Regions from separate parts of the Bombyx mori genome. Here region 2 is linked to region 1. The links are chromatin contacts, called in public Hi-C maps. All regions are on one chromosome and are shown on one strand. The core of a region is the stretch at or near the end of the contact, and the rest is flanking DNA. Distances in the headings are between cores, read along the strand shown. Region 1 holds the start of LOC101745308 (dynein intermediate chain 2, ciliary). Region 2 overlaps LOC101745162 (potassium/sodium hyperpolarization-activated cyclic nucleotide-gated channel 2).

Region 1 (3,880 bases), core at 1,032-3,531:
CACGGCAGAAATAAGCAGGGTGGCGGTACCTACTCGCGCGGACTCTCAAGAGTTCCTACCACCAGTTACGAGAACGTAAAAACGTAAAAGTTAACGTAAGAACGTAAAAGTTACGGGAACGCTCGTCCACCCATCTAAGCAATAAAAAAAAAATATATTAATAAACGAGGGAAACATTATTAGCGCAGGTATTAGCTGCAAAATTGTTGATATCAGGCAGTCACTTACCGCCAATTCCTCGTCGCAATGTTTTAGTATAGGTATCCTCCACCAGGGTATGGTCTCTTCATCATCAGTGCTGCTTGATTCGCTCTGCTGTGACAAACATTAAAAAGTACAATATATAAATTCTAATGTCAGAGATGATGCTCGGAAATTGGCCAAGCAAAATCTGGGTCCTTCGTCTAAGAGTGACTTTTATTTATCTCGCATTCGTATATAGCGATGCACTGGTGTTCGAATCTCGCTGGCGGGTACCAATTTTTCTAATGAAATACGTACTCAACAAATGTTCACGATTGACTTCCACGGTGAAGGAATAACATCGTGCAATAAAAATCAAACCCGCAAAATTATAATTTGCGTAATTACTGGTGGTAGGACCTCTTGAGAGTCCGCACGGGTAGGTACCACCGCCCCGCCTATTTCTGCCGTGAAGCAGTAATGCGTTTCGGTTTGAAGGGTGGGGCAGCCGTTGTGACTATACTGAGACCTTAGAACTATATCTCAAGGTGTGTGGCGCATTTACGTTGTAGATGTCTATGGGCTCCAGTAACCACTTAACACCAGGTGGGCTGTGAGCTCGTCCACAAATCTAAGCAATAAAAAAAAAAAAAAAAAAAAAAAAAAAAAAAAAAAAAAAAAAAAAAAAAAAAATTTAAACGGGTTGCCTAAACGTGCGAGCTCGCACGATTAGGCAAATAGTGTTTCGGTCTGAAGAGTGGGGCAGTCTGTGTACATTAAAATTAGGAATATAACAACAGTTCACAATGCGGGCAGTGCTATCAAAGTCAGGCACAAATCAGATTATTAGCGATGCTGCTAAATGGTTACACAGCAACGGGTCATCCGTCTCTTTGTCTTCCGATCTGGGGGGAGTAAAACATAGTATCAGCTAGCACTGACCTGTGCGTCTTCTTGCAGACGATTCCGCGATGCGTTTCGACCTGTGTCGTCGCTGTCAATGCCACTGTCCTCGGGTTCCGTGAACAAGGGGAGCAACAGCCCATGATCTTCCTCTTCGGCCGCCAGCTTGACTCCTTTTTGTGTCTAGGGCACAAGCCTGAAAACGAAAATGAACACTTATATTTATTATATTAAAATTTGTGCGATAACCTACGAACGGTGGCCGGCAAGAAGTGAGGAGGAAAGCCGTAGACCGGGGTCAGTGGTGTTGATTGGGAGAGGCCTATGTCCAGCAGTGGACAACTGTGGACTGTTGATGATGATATTGTTCATAGTTATTTTATTAAACAATTAAGTCTCTCCGATCGCGTTAATTCGCACACGCAGTAGTTTTATCAAGTGATATCATGATATTTATATATAGCTTCTAGAGCTTCACTAGTTAAATAATGAATGTCACCTCCTAATCCATTCTTAACAATTGCCTAAAATCTGTTTTTTTTTCTTTATACAGTTGAAGAACGGGCGCATCACGATGCTCAGCAATGAGCAATTGATTGGAGGAGGAAACAGTTGAAAACCAAAATCGTACAAAGTGCCATCAATATAATGCCACATACGATAATACTGTATATGATATTATGCATATAATCAATCGAAATATACATACATACATATATGTAAAAAATATTTTTTCTCTCATAAGCTCACACCTTATTAGTCGAGTTTCGATCATCAGACGAACAATAATTAATTTTAAGGTTTTATTAATTTATAATACAAAATTGAAAGAAACACATTACCCAATTTATATAAGAATCAGGTGTCAATGAGTGCTTCTTTTAATAAATATACAAAAATGCTAATTAGTAAACACGTACTGTTACATTTTACAATTCTAAACTGTTAAAATTATCTCGCATCTCAGTCACCCTCATCAATAACCGATCTATACGGCCATATTAAAATAGACCTCAGTTTTTAGACAAAGGAAACCACTATGAAATTGAGTTTAAAGTATAGCTCTAAGACGCAAAACATAAAATAAAGTTGCATGACTCTTACCGAACAATATCAAATTGTATTTGTGTGGATAATTTAGTTATTAGGGACACATAAATCCTCCTTGCGGTGTTCCAGCCGAAAGTAGAAACCCAGACTGCGGGCGGACCCCTACCCCGTAACCATGGCAACGCAAATCTGCGCGCGCACCAGTCTATCAACGAAAACAAATCAAATATTATTTACGAATTCGTCGGAAGATGTTTTAAAAGCGTTTATTTATAAAACATATTTTTATTCACTTGAGTATTGTTCGATTTTAGTTTTTAGGTAGCCGAAATGGCTCCAAAGAAGGTACGTATCGCGCGTTTTTTTTTCTAATTTCTATTACAATTTTACTTAATATTCTTAAAGTTTAATATGTTTTTCTGATTACTATTTTTATTAGGAAAAAAACCTACTTCTAGGATCGGATTTATAGCATAGGAATTAAGATTAAGCAATTTAATTTTTTTTAAATTATATAACTACACACAGTATCGATCAAACACATGTTTTAAATAAAGATGAGCATTCTCGTTCTCATTGCTAACGTGTTTTTTATCACCTGCCCCTTAAATAACCAATGTAATTACTAAACATCTTAGGGCTTGAGGTGTAAGTCTCTAACTGTATTGGGATAACAAGTATCCCTTTCAAAGAAAAATAATGGATGGTGAAAAACAATCGGTATCAAAACACGTTACTATTTAAAATATAGAGATACAGATCGAGTTTATGAGAGACTTAGATCGTAAAATCTAGCTGGTCGATTACTACCAATGAATAATAAATAAGTAGTAATGTAAACGGTGCCAAGAGACTGTTTACGAAATATAAACGGGAATTTATTACCCTAAATAAACGAAATATGGTAGTAATACATTGTATGTAGGTAGTTTTCGTAATTATTGTGTTTTGTGAACTTGCATTAAAATGCAAATGGCGCTGGAAGCCACTCCCTGCGTTCCCTAGAGATGTATGTAGGTACATAGCATGTAGATTCTACACGTCAAATGATTTGAATCTAGTGTTCGCCTAGTGGTGGAAATTCGGTCATCATCACTGACATCTCAAGTTTATTAGATCAATTTTATTTTACATTTTCTCTTTCGTTTTTGAAATGCCTCGTAAAGGCAGAAAATAAATGTTTTTTTTTTAAATTATAATACCCTATTTATAATACCACTGCTACAGAGCTGAGTTGCTAAGAAAAAGTTACCTAACTGATTTTTCTTGATTTATTTATGATTCGCGCATTTTTTTTTATTATCTCCCGTGTGAAGTAATAAGCTAATTGGCATACCTATTTGGCAACATTTCGAAAACAACTTCTACAATTCATTTCGCGATCTACTGATTAATTATGTTTTGTTTCTAATAATTGGATACTGTTATCATATTAGAATATCTGGCCTTAAATACACAGAGACAAAAATGTTAGAATTTTATCATGTTATTTGTGTTGAACACGAGCCTAGAGACGTGCAGCAAATATTTACTATGCGCGTACAAAATGTACTTGGCGTGGGACGTCATCTGTTTTAATTAAAGTATGTTTTGTATAGGTATTTCTATTTGAATAAGTATACCAACTTATTTAGCTCTTAAAGCCATTTGCTAAGGCGAGTAGTTCACACGCCTTCCATTAAAGGACCTCTTGTGAATCCGCACTGGTAGATACCACCACCCCGCCTATTTCTGCCGTGGAGCA
Region 2 (3,522 bases), core at 592-3,091, 150 kb before region 1:
ATCTCTTAGAAATAGATTTATTCTCGGTATCTTCGGATTCATCTTTTCCCAGAGACTGCGATATATTCCGGCGCCTTAGTAAGAATATCGGAACGAGTGAAATGCACATAATTAATTCAGTACGTCACGTAGAGCACCGGTGACCTACAGTAAACGTATTACAGTTTTCGTGGTCACAAATCTTAACAGATAACTTAGTCTGATAATACTTTGAAATTGTAAGTCAGTTGCCTCATGTAACAGAGCGGGACATCACTAGAGAGGAAGCCAAGCTATTTGGCTGATTCAGTTCTCAATTTAAAGTATATTAAAAATAAAAATTTGACAAATTTAAATAACGTCAGATATTATACCCGGAAAGTAGTGTTAATCTGACTACGAACTGAGTTTTACATTTAAAATTTTATATTACATTTTAAATAGAATTATGAAATAAATAAATAGACAAAAATATTTTAAAGAAGTTCCTTTTAATACTGCTCAACCTAAATTGACAGGGTGAAAGCAGAGTTTATTTCTCTGAAACTTCAAATAATTAATAACAGTTTCATGAAAAAAACATCAAAACACGAAACAAATGTACCTAATTTTATTTCAATATTAAGTATGTGACTGCGAATTTCGAACACATGCGTCTTTATCGTCAGGAAAAACGATATAAAACATTTGCTCAATATGAAATCGGTCAAGGCTATGCGAAGAGCGAAGATTACATTTTTTGGCATCTGAAGCCCCCAACTAAGATTTTGTGCAGAGAATTATCGCTAAGCCTCAAGGATTATAAATAAATAAATCCAATTAATTGAATCTATCTCCCTTAATATTATTTTTGAATGATATCGACACTTCGGTTAAGTATCGAACATTTAAGGCTAATTGAATTGGTTACTTGCAAATAACAAAATATACCTGAATTTGGTTAAGTCCGCAATATGATTTCTGCTTCACTAATTTGATATTCCCTAATGACGCAGTGAAATTCTAGTTACAAATTAATATTCGTACTAAAATATTCGCACAACACATTAACTAATTACATTTGGTCTTTAATTTTCTCTATTTATACAATAGTGAAGCGAAGGCGCGTTTTTCCAGCTTTTACATTTAATCATAGCGAACATTCAATGATGTACTAACCAAAGCTATTACTAAACATCGACTATTAATGAACTACACACAATAAGCTTTAAAACTTTGACATCTGTGGGTTCACAACGCAAAATAAAACAACAATTGTGGGAATAAATTTTATTATAGCGGGCATTTGTTTGGACTCAACGATGCGGACAACACACAGGGCAGATCCAACGTGAAAAGAAATGAAGACTGGATATAAAAGCGGGGAGTGGAGGGCCAGGTGGCAAGCGATACACGGGAAAACAAACTTAACGAGATAGAGTGACATTGGAAATAGGATTCACCAGTCTCTTTACATTAGCTGTGGTATTTGTTCAACTTGTTTAGCGGGTTCCGAAAATAAGCCACTTTCACTTTTTTTGTGAGTCGGACTGTTTGAATTCTCGAAAAACTCTTTTAGATTAATTAATTAAAATTTTATTAGAATTATTCTGTAACGATAAAGGCCGGTGAAGAAAGACACGAAACACAAATGAAGATGTATGATGGGAGGACAGAAGCTTGCAAGACAGTGAAGAATGAAGAGAAGAGAAGGAACGTACAGATGGTTGGTCTGTTCGTGGTCATTGTTGTCGTGTGCAGGCTGCGAGCCGGACCGCCGCAGCCGCCAGATGGCGTGGCGTGCCGCCACCAGCCGCGCGAATCCGTGACGAGCCACTCTCGGGAGCGCTACACGCGCATTCTCTCACCGCGCGATCAACAAGTCTCGCGACACCCGACTAGACACGCAAAACACCCACACAGTGCCCGCTGACGACACTAGGACAGGATAAAAGCAGAAAAGGAGATAAGAGTCAAGGACGGCGTTCAACAAGTACGGAACCAGCCGGATATAATTCCCGTAAGCATAAGACTAGACTCCGTTACATTAAAATTGTACTTCTAACAATTAATAATTCAACAACAGTGTCTAAAAACTGTGACACTACGAGCAAAAGCTAGCCTAAAACGTATTATACTATCACAACCGAATATCACAATAAGCGGTGGCAAGCGAAGCTTCGTGGACGGCGGCGACTTACGTAACACCAATATTTCAACTAACGTGTAAAACGTGCAAAATTTATCGATCACAGAAATAAGCCTTAACACTACGAGTCCTAATTGTGCCCGTTGGGATATTATGTAACGGAGCCGACTTGTGCGGGAACTGTTTGAAGGGTTGTTTTGAGGGACATGCGCACGGGTCAAGGGTCGGGCGAGCACTGTCTGCCGGTAGCCGCGTCGCCCTCCCCGCTCCCCTCTGTAACTCCCACCGCTTACCACCCCACACCCGCCGCGCCGTGTACTCCAGACTCCAGTTTGACATTTAGCATTCATCCAGCACTGAGCTCGAATTATATGAATATGAGCATCTATGGATTGAATCATTGAAATTGGAATCGTGAAAGAAATTTTTGAAGCTTTTTTGCTCTACAAATAGTTTCAGGTTTGATTGTCAAACATGGGAAAGCTAATTGTTAGAGGAAAGATAAAAGCGATCTTGTCGAGGACTCTCGGAGCCAGTAATTTTTTTTTTATTGTTTAGATTGGTGGATGTGCTCACAATCCATCTGGTGTTAAGTGGTTATTGGAGCCCATTGACATCTACAACGTAAATGCGCCACCCACCTTGAGATATAAGTTCTAAGGTCTCAGTATAGTTAAAACGGCTGCCCCACCCTTCAAACCGAAACGCATTACTGCTTCACGGCAGAAATAGGCAGGGTGGTGGTACCTACCCGAGTGGACTCACAAGAGGTCCTACCACCAGTAATTACGCAAATTGTAATTTTTTCTCCTTCACCGTGGAAATCAATCGTGAACATTTGTTAAGTACGTATTTCATTAGAAAAATTGGTACTTTACCTATTCATGAGTATTTAATAAATAATTAAAACAAACACATCCTCAGTTGTTAAAAATAAGGAAATAATTGAAAGTATGCAAGACAAAATTTGTCATTCTTACAAATTGGTTTTATCGAAAATATACTTTTAGAATATCAACATACTTTGTTAATAGATTTTCTACATTAATGAAATAAAGGAAAAATCCATGAAATTTTTGTGGGCATATAAAACAGTACATCTATCATAAAAATACTATAAATAGAAGGCATATCACATTTTGTGGCGTATAAATGTGGAAACCCATAAATACTATAATCAGTTAACGCAATTTAAAACATATGAACATAATTCAAAAATATACCTTGTTTTATAGCAAATACTGGTCTACTTAGTACTGCATCAGAGACCATAGATCAGTGATTCTCAACCACTGTTCCGCGGCACTTTTGTGTGCCGCCAAATTTCATAAGTGTGCCGCCAAATTTTGCGAATATATAATAATGTTAATATTATTAAATTATATCATTTTAAAAGAAAAATATTTTAAGCATGA

Evidence for each region. Hi-C and Micro-C count contacts between places; a contact is called where the count stands out from the background.
Region 2: a Hi-C map of midgut shows a contact between it and region 1, with 2.0 times the contacts expected there. The contact joins the enhancer-like site here to the promoter of LOC101745308 in region 1. A contact is called at or near these places in 4 of 7 Hi-C or Micro-C datasets (middle silk gland, midgut, posterior silk gland and 1 more).

Annotation. Positions count from the first base shown.
Region 1 is chr19:5,301,264-5,305,143 of ASM3026992v2, reverse strand. It overlaps LOC101745308 (dynein intermediate chain 2, ciliary), which reads left to right and starts at 2,281. Exons shown (of 17, transcript XM_012696522.4): 1 at 2,281-2,481. The coding sequence starts at 2,467. It overlaps LOC105842595 (a long non-coding RNA gene), which reads right to left. Exons shown (of 5, transcript XR_009975674.1): 2 at 2,191-2,341; 3 at 1,126-1,282; 4 at 229-312.
Region 2 is chr19:5,446,315-5,449,836 of ASM3026992v2, reverse strand. All of the region lies in intron 2 of LOC101745162 (potassium/sodium hyperpolarization-activated cyclic nucleotide-gated channel 2), which reads right to left. Among protein-coding and RNA genes, the nearest start is that of LOC134200623, 20 kb to the left of the region's middle. Within about 2 kb of position 1,841, at least 8 of the 8 cell types and tissues checked have open chromatin away from gene starts, as enhancers often do.